Regions from separate parts of the Gossypium hirsutum genome. Here region 1 is linked to region 2. A link is a contact called in public Hi-C data. All regions are on one chromosome and are shown on one strand. The core of a region is the stretch at or near the end of the contact, and the rest is flanking DNA. Distances in the headings are between cores, read along the strand shown. Region 1 holds the start of LOC107901857 (O-fucosyltransferase 23). Region 2 has its middle 8.2 kb from the start of LOC107901862.

Evidence for each region. A called contact is a pair of places that touch in the nucleus more often than the background predicts.
Region 1: a Hi-C map of fibers shows a contact between it and region 2, with 2.3 times the contacts expected there. The contact joins the promoter of LOC107901857 here to the enhancer-like site in region 2. A contact is called at or near these places in 5 of 34 Hi-C or Micro-C datasets (fibers, leaf and seedling).

Annotation. Positions count from the first base shown.
Region 1 is chrD06:53,118,555-53,121,254 of Gossypium_hirsutum_v2.1, forward strand. It overlaps LOC107901857 (O-fucosyltransferase 23), which reads right to left and starts at 1,411. Exons shown (of 2, transcript XM_016828016.2): 1 at 973-1,411; 2 at 1-795. The coding sequence starts at 631.
Region 2 is chrD06:52,994,809-52,997,508 of Gossypium_hirsutum_v2.1, forward strand. No RefSeq gene overlaps it. Among protein-coding and RNA genes, the nearest start is that of LOC107901862, 8.2 kb to the left of the region's middle. Within about 2 kb of position 1,258, at least 4 of the 9 cell types and tissues checked have an H3K27ac peak or open chromatin away from gene starts, as enhancers often do. A contact at or near this core is called in fibers, where this site is marked.

The DNA.
Region 1 (2,700 bases), core at 161-2,660, 120 kb after region 2:
CCTTAACGGGCCAATGATCATGCCAAAGAAACGGATTCTTTCCAGCCATACTAATCACTTGGTACTTATCAATAGGACCTCGGCTGCTTTGCTTCAGCTGCTCCAGGTCTCTCTCAACTGTCCACTTTCTTCCACTTCCCTTTCGGAGATCATATTTTCTTGTTTGATTCCCAAGGTCCGAGTAACGACCCAACCGTACAAACCGGTTACAAAGTGAATTAAACCTTTCATATTGGAAGACTTGATCAAAGGAAATAGGGTGCAAGAGGTCAATTTCCTTGTAGAAAAGTGAAGCACTTAAGCTAGGCATCAAAAGAGTTCGGTTCAACATTCTAGCTGTTAGACAAGCTCTTGCAAATGCTATCTTCTGATTGTTTAATCCCCACACAATTTGAGGAACTTCCAAGAACTTATCTCCACGAATCCCTTCATGAGATTCCAAGTGTAAAGAGGGGCTTAGAATCAAGCGTAGGTTATTCGACTTGATCACACCGTAGCCAGAAAATGAATGAAGAAAGATAGCTCTGAAAAACAGAGCAATAGTGACCAAAGCAACGCAACATTTGCATGTTAAAGGAGTGAAAAAGCAGCCGAATAACCTCGAAAGCTTACAGGTAGAGGACAAGTCCATTTATAATTCACAAAATTTTACATCCTTCTCATAACCAACCTCATTGAATAGGAGAATTTAACAACGGGTTTAGCACATACCGAGTCTTATAATCACTACAACCTTGGGAATTACAGGCATCTAGAGTTGAGAAGACATCAAAAAGGTCACTTGGATATCACAATCTGCATAATTCATAAAAGAAATTATCATCAGAATCCATTTAAGCAAGACGAAATAAGAGATTGGATGATGATGAACGCCAAAAGAAAACCCTGTCTACCATATTTTTCAAAAACAAAAAAAAAAAAAAAAGAGAAGGAGAGACGGAAGAAGATGATGAAGTTGGCTAAAAAGTTTACCTTGCTGTGGAATCTGCAAGTAGAGACAAAAGGAACTTGAATTTCGAGCAAGACCCAGGATTGAAAAAGACAACAAATTTTAAACAAAGAACGAGAAAGTGATGATCATGCATGGGAAAGAAATACAGAAAAGGCTGAATTCACATGAACCAAAATCAAGCCAATCCATGGCCATCACCATCATATGACAACCAAGAATGGATCAAGACATGATTAAAGACAACATGTCTATTTTCTTTTTAATAATAGATTAAAAAATAATATGTGAAAGATTCAAAAGAATGAATTGAGGACAATAAACAAGAATAAATGTTGGAAAATAGGATGGTATAGTTGTGGGAAAATTGCCAACAGAATGGAAGTGCAAAGGAGTCGGAAGGCTGAGGAAATAATATGATCATTGATAAATGCCCTTTAACTGTCTCATTAGGTCAAATCCAAAACAAGGATTTACTAAGATGATCGTTATCTATTAATCAAATTAATTGAGAAATTATTTGTTTTATAAAATAATTTTATATTTACAGACAAATATTAAAACTATATATAATATCTAATGTTATACAAAAACTTTATAAATAAAATTTTGATTTGATTTGATTTTCACAGATCACTAACAATATTGTCGAATTAGCATCATTTTACGTTTATATATTGCATACACAAACATTTATATTAATCCAATTTGAATATACATGTATGTATTCATTTCTTTAAATGTTAATAATTGAATCAAAATTAAATTTCATAAATTCATATGAACCACAATTCAAGTTTCTTGTGTATAATTACTTTAAATTAAATTTCATGTATCAAATTACACATTAAATCAACTTTCATGAATAATTTTGAGATTTATCCCAAAAATTTATCATATTTATAAATAAAAATTTTTATTCTTTCAAAAGACTTTTGTTATAATAAATTTATAATAAATAAAAATATTATATTTTGTAGAGAATTACTTCATATTTAAATTATTATTTTTTTCATTAACCAAAAAGTTTAATATAAAATATATATATATATAACACTTTAGTTTTAAATAGAAAAAATACTGGGTTCAAAGAATCTTTTCAACAGACTAAAATATAATTTATTGTTAATTATATTATTATATTGACATTAAAATAATATTCTTTTAGAATTATTAAATTTTGAATATTAAAAATTATTTTATTAAAGATAAATTTATATTACTTATCAACATTAAATTATATTTTCATATGACTTAAGATTATCCATATTTTCTTATAAAAAAATATTCATTCATTTTTTAGTTTAACTTTTATTGGCATTTTAATAAGATAAATGGTTAGTGTTAGAGTTGTGTGACTCAAATCCTATTAAAGAAATAATACAATGCTAAAATTAGGGTATATGTATAGGGCTTAAGGCCGAGGGCCGAAGTAGAATCTGTATAGAACTACACTTTGTCTATTTGACATTGATTAGAATAAGGTTTTTCAACCTTTAAATAGATTTAATCGAAACTCCTCTTATATTGTTCGATTTTACATTAGTAAATTTTCTTCTCCTCTACTGTAGTTTTTTCCCGAAAGGGTTTTCACATAAAATCTGTATAGCTTATTTTTCTTTCTTATTGCTTTGCAATCATTCTATATTATCATTATCGATGTTCAATTTTAACATAACATTATTTCAATACATCAATATTTTTAAGTAATTTCATTTAAATAATAAGTAAAAATCACTAAAAATGTTAGA
Region 2 (2,700 bases), core at 8-2,507:
CAATCAAAATGGGACATAATTACTAATAACTTTACCTATATAGGTATAACATGATTATGGTACAATTGATATACGTTTGATCGGAGCAATGATGGATTGAGGTGATCATATCTTCTATCTACAGTTGTACTTTGCTTCTTCCTTTAATTTGTTTTGGTGTGTTAGGATGTAATGGTTCATTGCTTCCTGTTTAGGTTTACTTTTGTTATCTTTAGAGGTGGTTAAAGTGAAAAAAAAGAAGGGGAAAAAACATTGGGAAATGATGGAAGCAAAGCAATAAAAAAAAAAGTAGATGAAGAAAAGAAGAGGGTAGTGGGTATAATACATCTCCATCTCTTAACATTTATTTGCTAATCTTTGTTACTTTATGGTGTCAATTCCTTTTTGACATTTTGGCAAATAAATATTTCCACTTTTTCTTTTCAATGTGAATGTGTTTGGAAGGGAACGATGACAATCAAGTAGGTTAAGGGATGTTAAATATTCTCAAACATTAGTGGGGCTTACCCATTCATTTATGACTTTTATCAATAATTTTTTGATATAATATATATAAAATTATTCATAACCTCTCCTCGACATTTAAATAAAAAAATAAACATATTTCGGCGTGATCAAATTCACGTTTTTCTGTACTAACTATAATAACAATATCATCCAAGCCTTAATTTGATCCACATTTCATCCATAATTTTACTAGTTTTTTTTTTTGTAATTGTAATATATATTATTTGAGTTTTAACTCAAATGATACGTATATTATATAGATTTTTGCTGGATTGATTTCTCGTGTTCTTATGGTAGTCTTTACTAATAATAAGATTTAAACAATAAAATGGTACTTAAACTATACTAGTTTTCCCAAATTAATATCTTAACTTTCTTTTGTCAAAACTAATACATAAGCTATTAAATAATTATCTATTTTACCCCAACTATTAATCCTGTTAGAAAAAATATGTATCTATTTTTTTTTTCAAAATATTACTAAAATAGCAGCTCCTTCCTCCCTTTCCTTCTTTGCATCATTGCCTCACCACTGGACCCTTACTTCAGTCGTTTTGCTTCCATTGAAGAACTTGAAAGCTTCAGCCATTGAAGCTAAAGTTCTAGTATGTGGTGGTGCTCCTAAAGGATCTTGCCTTCAATCTTTAAAAGGTATTTTCATGGCTGCCTTGGATACATGTGCTCGAATTAAAATAATTGACCCGAATCTAGAATGGGCAATGGAGACTATGCCTTTAGCTAGAGTCATGGTGACATAGTATTGCTTCCAAACAACAACGTCTGGCTCATCAACGGTGCCGAGTTGGGGACAGCCGGATGGGAACAGGGCCGGGACTTAGTTTTGAGTCCGATTTTGTACCGACCCTAAAATGATATTGGCTCACGGTTCGAGATTCAAAACGCAACCACTATCCCTTAGATGTACCATTCCACAACGACGTTACATTGTGGCGGAAGAGTTTTAGTCGGCGGAAGCAATCCCCACACGTTTTACAATTTCATCGGCATACTTTTCCCTATTGAACTAAGCTTAGAAGCATTCTCGTCCGCGTACATAGATACTAAATTCGACAACTGGCGAGGCTGCGACCAACCATCATTGCAATGTCAATTAACAAGTTGTAGTACTATTTTAAAAAAAAAAGAAAGATATTTACGTGGTAAGTAGTAAGTAAGTGGAATTTTTTTTCTTAAGCGGACTAACGGGTGGGATAAAATAAATAAAAGTTTAATAGTATAGATACAATTATGACAAAATAAAAATTTCAGATATCAATTTAGAGAAAGTGTTATAATTTAGGTACTTAAGCCTAATAATAAAATGGGATTTGGTCAAAGTCTTAATGCAAACAGAAGTGAACGTTGTCCGTCAAGTATCAAAAGCACCCATCCCAATGCCATTCATGGATGTTTTTTTTATACATTCAAGTGCTTTTTTTTTTATTTTACTATAATTTTAAAAATTCACATATCGGTTATTTTTTTTATATAATGCCTAAAATTACTCATAACTCTTTCTCAACCTTTAAATAAGAACATTTAAACTCATGTCTTCTTATACTGACAATAATATTAATGCTAACTGATCAATATATGTATGAGAGAAATAAAGAATGTCTCATATGGATAAATTGAATTATATTATTTTGTAGAATTAATAACTCAAAAATAATATTTAATTATTATACTATTTGTAAACTTGCAAGTAAGTATTTAACTAATTTATGACTTTTATTTTATCTTTATTATTAAAATATATATAAAAAAAAACTATTAGTGAATTTCACCTGGAATTTTTTTGTTTGAAGTTGCAAAATTTTCAATCAACTTTTTTATCTTGCTCGGGTAAAAACTTTAAAACCCTAGTATGGCACCGACAAATTGGAGGTGTTTGGAATGCAAGAAAACCCATTAATTGTAGACTAATAATTAAAAGGTAGGCATAGAAAAGAAATTGTAAACATTAATGTTAATTCATGTATAAATTTGGAAATTGGAAATAGTTTTTGTGAATCCAAAACCCCACCTTTGCCATCAACTTTCACACTAAAAATAAATGCATTTCTTTTTCCATAAGAAAAATCATGTGGAAGTATGGTACATATATACATCAGCCACGCCACACTTATCTTCAGCCTCTCAACACTTCATTACAGATAAGCAATGGATTAAGTTATATTGGAAATCAAAATT